Linked DNA regions of Pan troglodytes: region 1 is linked to region 2. A link is a contact called in public Hi-C data. All regions are on one chromosome and are shown on one strand. Each heading gives the region's core, a stretch centred on a gene start, on an enhancer-like site or on the middle of the called end of the contact. The rest is flanking DNA. Distances are from core to core; before and after follow the strand shown.

Evidence for each region. Hi-C and Micro-C count contacts between places; a contact is called where the count stands out from the background.
Region 1: a contact with region 2 is called in a Hi-C map of stem cell-derived neural progenitor cells, with 5 times the contacts expected there. The contact joins the promoter of TSEN54 here to the enhancer-like site in region 2. A contact is called at or near these places in 1 of 7 Hi-C or Micro-C datasets (stem cell-derived neural progenitor cells), 1 of 1 datasets of contacts at active chromatin or transcription factors (stem cell-derived excitatory neurons) and 1 of 1 other capture datasets (stem cell-derived neural stem cells).

The regions. Positions count from the first base shown.
Region 1 is chr19:88,513,530-88,519,418 of NHGRI_mPanTro3-v2.0_pri, reverse strand. It overlaps TSEN54 (tRNA splicing endonuclease subunit 54), which reads right to left and starts at 4,077. Exons shown (of 11, transcript XM_063799278.1): 1 at 3,334-4,077; 2 at 2,780-2,944; 3 at 2,618-2,681; 4 at 2,455-2,538; 5 at 2,044-2,142; 6 at 647-699. The coding sequence starts at 2,520. CASKIN2 (CASK interacting protein 2) reads left to right here and starts at 4,113. Exons shown (of 20, transcript XM_016930874.3): 1 at 4,113-4,333; 2 at 5,522-5,889.
Region 2 is chr19:88,751,144-88,756,612 of NHGRI_mPanTro3-v2.0_pri, reverse strand. It overlaps ITGB4 (integrin subunit beta 4), which reads right to left. Exons shown (of 41, transcript XM_016930890.4): 29 at 5,131-5,311; 30 at 4,880-5,017; 31 at 3,638-3,820; 32 at 3,417-3,548; 33 at 2,018-2,227; 34 at 1,177-1,416; 35 at 813-971; 36 at 176-325. Among named protein-coding and RNA genes, the nearest start is that of GALK1, 12 kb to the left of the region's middle. Within about 2 kb of position 2,117, at least 8 of the 24 cell types and tissues checked have an H3K27ac peak or open chromatin away from gene starts, as enhancers often do. A contact at or near this core is called in stem cell-derived neural progenitor cells, where this site is marked.

The sequences.
Region 1 (5,889 bases), core at 2,828-5,327, 240 kb after region 2:
GGGAGGCTGAGGCAGGAGAACTGCTTGAACCCAGGAGGCAAGAGGCTACAGTAAGCTGAGATCATGCCACTGCACTACAGCCTGGGCGACAGAGCGAGACTCCGTCTCAAAAAGAAAAGAAAAGAAAATATGTGCCTGCTTGAGAGCTTTTGTGACATACTGTAACTGCAAAAGCTGTACCCGTTTCCACTCCAAGTCTGAAGGTCTCTGCCTTTTACCAATGCTGGATTACTAAGGTGATGAAGGAAAAAACATTTAACCTGGCATGAAAAATGTGAAACCCTACTAATGGTAAATTCTTCACCCAGTCCTTCATTTAAGCATATACTCTACATACCTGCCTGCGCACCTACTAAGTGCCAGGCACTGTTCCAATCCTGCCTCTCAGTGCTCACACACACTCAGCTGCAGGCGCAGGTCATCTGAAGATGCGGCTCGAGTTTATAAACCAGAATAAAACAAAATGACCTGGATTCCTCCCAACCTGCCTCTCTCAGAACGCTTCCAGCAGAGGCCCCCAGTCTGTGCCCAAGGAACTGCACTCCAGCCAAGGGTTCCAGGTAAGGAGAAGCCATTTTCTACCTTAGACTAGTCAGCCAGGTCCCAGGACTAGAATATATGGAAGGGGAACAGGAAGGGCATTTACCTTGGTTGGAATCGTCGAACCACATAACCCAACCTCTTCAGGTGGCTGAAGACCTCAAAAGAAAAAAAAAAAAATGAAAGCTCAGATGGCCACTCTGGAAAACACCAAATGGTTTCTCCAGACACAGGCCATCCCCACAGCCCTCTCTGCCCCTCCTGTACACCCCCAGATTCTAAACCCTGTGACTAAGGTTGGACCATGCTTCATTACGAACACCATCCCTAAAGATCTCAGGCTCTGAATTCCTGTCCTCCCACTTACCTTACTCGGCACAAATGACATTTAGCCAAATCCAAAAAAACTGATAGCCATGAAACCAGAAAACCACCACGCCCTGAAATACTTGAGTATTCTGATACAAAGCTCACAGGAGTGAAGCTGCCGATCACCATGTGAACAAAATGATGGCAGGTGGTGGGCATCTCTCCAGCCCCACACCTCCACAGATGCCGGTGGGAAGTTTCTGGTAAGGAGCCACATATTCAACCTTGTGTCCCTGCATTCATATCAGAGGAACATAGACAAGAATGTCCCCCATCCTGCTTGATCTCAGCAGGCTTTAGCACAGCTAACCACTTCCTCCTTGAAAGACCTTCTTTTGGCTTCTGTGATGCGACTTTGGTTTTTCTCCTGCATCACCAGACACTCCTCGGTCTGTTTCTGCTTCTTATCTGCCCCCTAACCTACACAGAGAGCCCCAGGGCTCAGACCCAGCCCTCTATTCTGATGGCACTCTCATACAGCCCAGTAGTTTAAATACCATCCATGTGCTCATGGCACCCATATTTACATCTAGCCTTGACCTCTCCTCACGCTCCAGACTTGGATTCCAATTGTCTGTCTGCTTGACACTCACTTGGATGTCCAAGAAGCTCCTCAAAATTAACTTATCTGACACAGAGTTCTTTCGACTGGTCTTGTCCTCCCAAATCTGCTCCTCTTCATTCTTCCCACTCAGAAAATGACAGCACCTTCATCCACTGGCGCATGCCCAAATCATGGGCGGTAATCCTGGGTTCTTCTCTCTCCTTAATCCTGACATCCAATCCATTGGCAAAGTCCTATCCATTCTTTCTCCAAAATATTTCTGAGATTCATCTATTTTTCACTCACTGCAACCCTACCCACCCCCAACCTGCGACAAGCCCCTAGCTTCTCTCGCCTGAATGAACAGCCCAGTCTCTTTGGATTCTCTTCCCCCACCTTATCTTCTGCCAGCACTGGGGTCTATGTGAAGCCAACAGGCCACCACCACAATGTAAGCCTCGTGACAGCATAGCCCTCGTCTGCCCTGCAGCCCCAGCATGTGACACTGTGCCTGGCACCTTATGGGTACTTGTCAATACTCATTGATTCAGTGGATGGGTGGCTCCCGGAGGCGGGGTGGTGGCAGATACCTGGTACTGCAGGAAGGTCACAGTGTGGTCGGTCAACAGCAGCTGGTAAGCTTCCTGGATAGACAGTGGCAGGTCTTGGTGGAAGAGGTGGATGGAGCCCTGGAAGTGGGGCCAACAGCTCAGCTTATGAGCCCTCACTACAGTGCCACAGAGGAATGGGGCAACTTCCCAGCTCTGATACCTCCCCCTCCCCCTCTCAGCAGCGCATCAAGAATGTGGCCAACCAGGAAAGTGGGGCAGCATCACTAATGTGGACTGGAATCCCTGCTCCCTGCAACGTACCACCTCCTGCTTTAGAAGTTCGGTTATCAGTTCTCTAAAGACCGGGTTGTGTGTGCTTTTTCTCCGATAAAACGTGTCCTTCCCGTTCTTTGGTCCCAACTCCTTCCCCACCTCCCGGGCCCCACTTACACACTCCAGAAGATACAAGGCCTCTTCCGGGTGAAGCCGCTGCCGGCCCTGCTCTGAGAAGCCCATGGTCTGCCAGAATTTGCCCTGTGTGGGGCCCAGAGCAAGTGTCACAAGGGAAGGAGGGCAGGGAGGGCGGTCCCCGGTCCCCGAGCCCGCCGCTCACCGCAGGAGACTTCAACTCCACGAAGCCCTCTTCTGGCCTCCACTCGGCAGCCACCAAGCTGCCCCTGGCGAGGAGTGGGGAGGGGTCTGCGTCAGTCCATTCCGGAGGCCCCGCGGCCCGCCTCGCCCCCGCTTCCCTTACCCCTGGGCCCGCCCCTCTCACAGGCGCTCCACGCGCTGCTCTGCCAGCAGCTGCCAGAGCTCTTCCCGGCACCGGCGCAGCCGCTCGGCCTGAGCTGCCGAGCCGTCGGGCAGAAAGTCCTTGGGGCCATGCGAGCGCTGGGGCAGCTTCTGCGACCGCGAGCGGGCGGCGAAGAGCTCCTGGGCGCTGGGGGAGAAGGGGACGCGGGGTCAGCGCCGCGCATCGGGGGCCGCCTGGCCGGGTCCCGGGCGCCGGTTTCCCTACCCGCGCTGGCCCCGCGCCCCCGACACCCACTCCGGCCGGGCCGCGCCGCACCTGAGCACGCGCCCCGCGGGAACCTCCACGGCCGCGGGCTCGGGCTCGGGCTCCATCCCGCCGCCGCCTGCCGCTGCGCGCGCCGCCCCGCCCCGCCCCGCCCACCGCCGGAGCTCCGCGCTGCCCTAGTGCCCGCCGTCCGCAACGCCGCGGCAGCCCCGCCCCCTGCAACGCCGCGGCAGCCCCGCCCCCTGCACCGCCCCAGCCCGCTCTGCGCCCTCCTGATTGTCCCCGGTCCTAGCGCCCGCCCGGAAGCGCACCCCGACGCCGGGTCTGGGAGCTCAGCCCGCAGGTTGCTGGAGATGCAGAAGGCCCCTCTTTTGCCCCTAGCCCTCCTCGGGGCTTCTCTCCAGTAAAGCCTGAGGAGCCAGCGGCTGGAGTGCAGTGCGAATGGTCACACTTGTGACCGCCCCTCTGCAGCCCCGCGCTGCTTAGTCCCCACCGCCCGGGCTGGGCAAGGAGGGCAGAAGGGCTCAGGGAAGGACGAGCGGAAGGTGTGCAAATTCCGACTTTGCAGGCCGAAGGCCACCCGGGAACTGTCAGGAGCGGTCCGGGGAGGTTCGCCGTTCCTTCGGTGTCTTCCGTCCGGTCCCTACGGCTGGGCTCCGAAGCCAGGTTTCGAGGGCCGGGGGCGGGAGGCGCTGTCCGGCCCACGACGGTGCTGAAGCGCCACCTCCGCCCGGCACGAGCGCCTCCTCGAGGCTGGGGTCCCCGCACCGCCCCCGCGGGCCGCTCTGGTGCCGTCCGCTAGGTGGTGCCATTGCCCGGCCGGCGGCTGCGGGTGGGCGACGCCGGCCGCAGGCGGGGGATACTGCAAGTGGGGTCCCGCGTCTTGGTTGCCAACCCCCTTCACATTACGTCTTCTCTCCCACCAGACCCGGGGTGTCTAGCCCTTGGGTCTAAGTCCAGAGCCCCAGGTCACCTCTGCCCCCGCGCCCCCCGCCCCTCCGTTTCACCTGGGCGCATGCGCTGATCCGGTCAGCGCCCCCGGTCCGGGGGGGCACGAGTTGGGGCGGGATCTGGCGCGGATGGGGGCGGAGCCGCCGGTGCTGACTGACAGCCTGACTGCGCGGCCGGGACGGTCCCTCCGTTCCCGATCCGGCGGGAGGGAGGGGGGAGGGGCGGGATTTCCTGCGGGAGGCGCCGAGCCGGCCTTGGAAAAGGAGAAGGAGAAAGGGGGGCAGGGGGGAGTGGGAGCCACCGTCCTGAGTGCCAGGGACCGAGCAGGGCCAGCCGGACCCCGGCGGGCGGCCGGGAGAGGTGAGGCTGCGGGGCCCGCGCTGGGGGTCAGCGCCCCTGGGGGCGGGCGCAAACTAACTTTTCTTGCCGTGTCGGCGGGCACCTTCATCTCCCCGCTCCTTCAGTCCTCCTCGCGCCCCTTTTCCATCCTCCGCGTTTATACCTCGGGCGCTTGGCCCGCCCGGCTTCTCCCGCCGCTTTGTTCCCCGGTGGGCCTGGGCTGGGCTGGGCTGGGGGGTTGCGAGGCGCTGGAGGGACATTCCGGGGGGCGGGGGAGCCAGCCCGACCCCACGCACTGCCAAGGGCGCCCTCCGCCCGTGTCGGCCGCGGGCTCCGCGTGGGAGTGCCCCTGGGTTGGGCTTGGGACGTTTGGGGAGTGAGGGGTTCCCGGCCAGGGCCCCAGGCCTGCGCGGATCTCATGCCACAAGACTCTGGCAGTAAATTCGCTGCCACCGAGAAACTGACGTAAGCCTCTCTGCGGTGGAGTCCAGGGTCTGGGCTTCAGGTTGAGGCTTGGTGGGCTTGGGAGCCCCGTTTGTCAGCAGTGCCCCAGCTCTGTCTCTGTTCTCTGCCCAGCTGCTCCTCCACCCGACACAAGGGGCGAGGACGGGTCAGCAACAGGTGCTGTGCAGCTTCCCTCTCTAGCAGGCAGAGCCCCCAGAAATGGGGGGCCAGAAGCACTTCATGCCCTCCGTTCACAAAGAGTCCTAGGACTAGGGCATCCAGCCATTAAAGCGAAGCCTTGAAGCCTCCGTAGGGAGGAATCTGGGGGCTGGTGCCTTTGACAGGGAGTGACCCCTGCCCGCCTGCCTGTGCCTGACCCTCCCGGCCCCACCTCCTGGCCCGCCAGTTGTCTGTGGGTGTCGGAGCCTCGGGCTGTGGAGAACAGGCTGCTGGCCTGGCCTGCCCCAGTATGTCATGCTGCCAGGGCCCCTCCTGCCCAAGGTTGAGGTACTGCCAGGTGCCCTGGGGCCCCAGTGACTCAGCCTCCCCCTCCCAGAATGCCACCTCCCCCCCACCAATACTCCTCTCATGCATAGCAGCTTCCTCCCCACTTTCAGTGGCTCAGCATCACCATCGACTCCGAGGGGAGCCAGGGTGGCTTGGGGGCTCCCTGGAGGTCTTGTCCTGCTCATCCTCTGCACTCCACTTCTGGGACCCTTGCAGGCTGTGGCCCAGCATTCGACAGAGGCCCTGTGCTTTTTCCAGAGCCCTGAGACCACTGCACCGCTGCTGCCTGAGGCCCAAGGGAATGCTGGCTGCTCTCTGGGTGGGCACTGGTGTTCCGCAGCCAAGCCGGGAAGATTGGTGTGCCCAGTCCCAGCCCATCCTGGAGCTGTCGGAAGCCACAGGCTGATATCCATCCAGATTTCCACGTAGTCTTCACCCCCTCAAAGATTAGCTTTCCTTCGTGTGGTGGCAGTTCACGGAGCACCTTTGGGAGTATCCCTCAGTACCTGACGAGGAGCCCACTGCCTGGGACACCAGACTTGCTCCCGCGGAACCGGGAGCCCTCCAAGGGGCTGTGGCATGGCGCCCTGACGCCCCAGCTTGGACCCGTTGCCTGCCTTTGCCCT
Region 2 (5,469 bases), core at 868-3,367:
GGAGGCAAAGAAGTGGGGTGGAGAATGGGGTGGGAGACCCTCTCAGGCTGGATGGGGGCTTTAGCGCTCAAGGGACTTGGGTGGGTTCCTGACACAGCTGAGGTACCCTATGTGTCACACTGGGGCCAGGCCTTGCAGGGCTGCACCCCGCAGCCTGGCAGCCACCATGCCTCACCGCCATTCAGCAGCTGGTACTCCACGCTGTAGCCCTGCAGCGGCCGCTCGCACCGCGGCTCCTGCCAGCTCACTCTGAGAGATGTGGGCCCCAGGGCAGAGAACACCAGGCGGGTGGGCGTGTCGGGCACACCAGCAGTCAGGCGAAAGTCTGGGGACAGGAGGCTGCAGTCAGCCAGAGATGCAGGGGCTAGGGTCTCAGTGGGAGTCACAGTGCTGCCCCCTGACCTCCCTCCCTCAGCTGGCATGTCTACACTGACCGCTGGCTGGACAACTCACTCACCCTGCAATACACTGTCCAGGCTGCCCAGCACCTACCGCATATCCTCCAGCAGGGTGTGGGCCCTGCTTGTGCCAAGAGAGGGTGAGCCCCATGAGTCTGCCAGCCCCACCCCCTCAACTGCTCAGCTGGCCTGGCCCCTCTCCTGCCCCAGCCCCAGCCCCGCCCCCTGGAAGGGCAGAGGCAGAGTTAGGCGTCAGCACTGATGGTAGGGCAGGTGGTTAGCGCCTGTGGGCAGGCGGGTGTCCTGTGGATGGAATGGAGGGGAAGCAGTGGGCACAGCTGGCGGCTGCTATGGTGGCTGGATGACAGATGGAGCAGGACAGCTGTGGAGACAGGATGGCCACCCCTGTACTACCTGGGCCCCAGGAGGGCGCTGCTGGCCTCCCAGCCAGGATTATAGAGTCTCGTGGGCCCCTGGAAGCGGGGAACCCTTTCATCTGAGCCCGACTCCGGGACCCCAGGGCCCAGGACAGCGGAAGCCTGCTCCTCCCGTGTTCCCAGATGGGAGGGAGGCCTAGGGCAGGACAAAACAAGAGTGAGAGGAGCAGGGAGTGTGCATGCATGTGTGTATGTGTGCATGCATGTGTGTGCACGTGTGTGCATGCATGTGTGTATGTTGGAGAATGGGCGGTGGGGACAGCAGACAGAAGCCCGAGGCTCCAGGAGCTGGAAGAGAGGAAGGGTTAGTGGGAGAGGCAGGGTTGGCTGAGGTCACTCACCGTGGGAGGAGACGGAGGTGAGGGTGGAGTAGTCCCTGGGCAGTGTGGTCGAGTGTGAGTGTTCCGAGCGGGTCAGTGAGTTGTAGTCCCGTGTGAGGGTGGAGGATGTGCTTAGCATGCGGTGGGGCACGTGTGGGCTCAGGTGGGTGCCATAGGCAGCAGCACTGGTCGTGGTCATCCTGTGCAGGGAGTTGGTGCTGCCCGGGAAGGCAAAGTCCATCCGGCCATTCACCAGGTGCTCTGCAGGGGGAGAGCAGGGTCCCTTGGTCAGGCCTGCCCCAGACCCGGGCCCCGTGGGGCAGGCTGGGCCCTGCACATTCCTGGTCACCCACCCTCTGGGTGGCTTTTGCTTAAATACAACCAGTTTCCCTCAAACCACTAGGGACAGAGGCCCTCTGTCCCTGCAGGAACCCAAGGGCCACCCAGGCTTCCACAGCCCATATCCTCTGGCCGGCCACTATATCGGTGTGAGCACTGCTGACCCTGGCAGTGGCGGGGGCTTGCTGCCCCTGCAGTCAGCCCTGCCCTGGGGAGATCCCCAAGCCTTCCCTCCTGTCCTTTGAGGCCCCTGAGGGGTCTACTTGGGTGCCAGGGTCCGCTTCCTGGGCACACTTCTGAATTTGCACCCCCTGGCCAGGCAGGCACCATAAGGGCCCAAGCGCCTGCCTCACGCGTCCCCTGGCACTGGGCCCTGCCTCTAAGCAGCTGTGCTCCCAGCCGCCAAGGCCCGGGCCTGGCTGAAACTGGGGCCCCCGAGGCAGCGCAGACGCCCACCCCAGGCCCCCAGGCGCGAGTGAGGCTGGGTGGGCGCGGATCGGGGGGCGGCGGGTGAGCCTGTCACCTCCGGGGGGCCCGGGTGTCGCACTGCGGGGCAGGCTGCCGCCCTTCCCGCCCGCGCCGCCGTCGTCCGGGGGCCCGTGGGGCGCCTCGGCGTCGGAGGAGCGCCCGCTGCTGGCCGACAGGCGCGGGATGAGCTCCGGGGGCAGCCGCCACGTGACGCGCCGCAGGTCCAGCTCCTCCCCCAGCAGGGGCTCGAACTTCCAGCCGCAGCCTTGGGAACAACGAAGGGCCGCGTTGGCACCGCCGGGGGGCGCCGGGCCGAGCAGGGCCAGGCGGGGGAAGGCCGTAGGCTCTGCGAGGGGAGCCCGTCTCCAGCTCCCGGGATCCCGGGGTGTGTGTTGGGGGCGGGGGTAGATGCGCACGGCCGGAGCGGGAAGGCCGCGGCAGGTGAAACCCTTGCGCGGCTGAAGCCTTTCCAGATGAGCGAGTGCAGCCTCGGCACAGCTGGGGAGGAGAGACCCCCCGGACCCGCCAGGAGACCTGGGGGAAGTCTGGGCTCTGTCACCAGCTGTGAGGTCTCCCTTGCTTTACTTAACCTCTCCAAGACTCAGTTTCCCGTTTGTACAATGGAGAGAGGAATCTTGCCCCTGCCTGCCTCCCAGGGACCGTTCCGCAAGCCACCGAGCGCTTCGCAGGTAGTGTTAGAAGCAGCTGAGCTGGGGTTCCAGAGTCACACCAGCTGCGCTCCACCTGAACCCCTCAAAATGGCTCCTTAAGCCCAAGCTGAGCCCCGTGGGGGCCAGTATGTGTTCACCGGGGGCAGCTTGAGGCATCGGCAGGGACAGAAGAAAATACAAATGATATATGTGCCCCAGAGGTTTTTCCACTCATGGTACTGTGTGATTGGTATCCCATTATACAGAGCAGAAAAGTGAGGCATGGAAAGGATGAGTGATTCATCTGATGTCCCACAGGTGGAGCCACAGCTGACACTGAGCACTCAGGAGGCCCAGCTAAGGGCTCCGCAGCACTTTGTGCTGGGAATCAAGGAGGAAGGACAGAGCTGTTGGGGGTGTTCTTGTCTCCTTGGCTCCCCTACCCCTGCCAGGTGGCCGCCTGGTGGCTGCCCAGGGCTCCTGGGCCAGGCCTGCCCCTGGGGGGTGGCCTGAGTGTCCTGTGTGCATGGCACAGCTGGTGAACCTTCAACTTGTGAAGCTGTGTTTCTTCGTGGTCCCGTGGGCATGAACTCATGTGCGCTTGCACAAGGCTGTGTGTGTCTGTCCCCCAGGCACTGGTTCCTGTGCCCCGTGCACAGATGTGCACTCCATTGCATTTGTCCAAGGCTGCCTTAACCTCCATGTCCTCTAGGTGCTGGCCCCTTTGCCCTCTCTGGACCCAGTGGACTCACTCTGTACCCAAGACCCCCACTGTCCTCTTGTGGGTCCCAGGTCTCCACTCACCAGTGTCATCGGAGACGCTGGGCCTCTGGCTGCCCGATGGAGAGCGTAGAACGTCATCGCTGTACATGAGGAAGCTGTCGTAGTCCTCCCCGCTCTGGGCGTCCACGATAGGGATGTCAGGGATGATGGGGACTGCAGGGCAGGGGAGTGAGCCAGGGCCCTGGCTGCTGCCCCCTGCCCCCCTGCCCGGTCTGCCCCTCACCTCCCTGCCCACCACTCACTGGACATGGGCCTCTTGGGCTGGGTGGCCAGGTTGATGATGGCCTCCCGCTCGGGCCCCCAGCCGGCCCCGTTGCGCGCCTTCACCGTGTAGCGGTAGGGCTGGGACTCCCGAAGGTTCTCAATAAGCAGCATCCGGTTCTTAGGGTTGTCAACCAGCACTTTCTTCATGGGCCCAATAGGTCCTGGGGCAGAGAGAGTGCTTCAGAGGGTCACCCAGGTCCCAGCCTGGTCCCAACACCACCCCTGACACAGCAGGACGGCCGTGCATCCCCTGGATGGCACCCAGGGGCTGGGGAAGCAAGGCAAAGCCAGCCACTGCTGAATTGCTACCTGTGGAGCCCTGAGCGTCAGCATGACTGTCGTGGACATGTGTCACCAGTCCTCCAAGGGACTCTGCTGAGTAAGTGGCAGAGCCAGGGCTGGACTCAAGTTGGCCTCGATGTCACCTCTACCCATATATCCATGGTGCCTCCACACAAGGCAAGGGCACGCATAGGGGTTGCCCACCCCGCCTCCCTTCCAGGACTGGAGAAATAACTGTTCTGCTAGGCACCTCTGATCTCGGGCTGCTAGATAAAATACTGTATAAAATCCTTTTTATTTATTTATTTTTAGACGGAGTCTGGCTCTGTCACCCAGTCTGGAGTGCGGTAACACGATCTTGGTTCACTGCAACCTGCGCCTTCTGGGTTCAAGTGATTCTCCTGCCTCAGCCTCCTGACTAGCTGGGACTACAGGCATGAGCCACCATGCCTGGCTAATTTTTAGTAGAAACGGTTTCACCATGTTAGCCAGGCTGGTCTTGAACTCCTGACCTCAAGCAGTCCACCTGCCTTGGCCTCTCAATGTACAAAATAATCTTTTAAAGTGCTATCTGAAATTCAGAACCTCCTGTATTTCTGTTTGCTAAATCTGGTAACTTTCCTCTCACCCTAAGAAAACCATGCACGTGTGAGCTCCCTGGTTACCTGCATGGGGAGGGGTACCCCTGGGCCTGTGACCTCACTCCACACAGGTAACCACCTACCCTGCAACCTTCTGGGTTTGGTCTTAGAATGCAACCCAGCCCAAATCTGGCCAAAACCCTAAAGATGCCTCAGGCTTATCCGCTGACCAGGATGAAGGCCTCGAGTGCCCTGCACAGCAAGTCCAGGGAGTGACCAAGAGCTCCCTCCAGCTTTGTCCCCTCCCCTTCCATGGCTGTTCTCCCTGTGGGCAGGAAGGAAGGATCTGGTTCTTACGGTTGTCATCGTTGACCAGGCCATAGCAGACCTCGTAGGCTGTGATCTCACCGTTGGTCTCAGCCGGCTCAGCCCAGCTCAGCTGGGTCACCGTGGAGGAGACGACATTGAAGGCCAGACGCCCTGGCTCGCTGGGCACTAGGGAGCGGGGGATACAGGAAGAGTGCTGTCAGTGGCAGAGGGAGGGAGGTCTGGGCACGCTGGCATCAGGGCACCCAGGGAACAAATGGACAGACATGGCGAGGCCTCACCTTCCTGGTGGGTGCGGCAGGACACCAGGGAGCTGTAGGGTCCCTCGCCCTGAGCCCCGTAGGCGCACACCTTCATCTCATAGTCGCAATACGGGTACAGGTTGGTGAGCTCCACTGAGGGCACCTTGCTGTCGAGCAGGTGGGCTTCGGACTCAGAGTCACCCTGAATCCAGTACTTTACCTACCCCCAGGGACAGGGGTACTGGTCAGTGGGGAGCAGCAGGCACCCAAGCTGCCTGTCCCTCCTCTGACCTCTGCCCTTACTGTCCTCTTTGCACAGATGACAGACACTGAGGCCCGAGGGAGGGGCTGAGAGATCTGCCATGTGCACACGTCAGG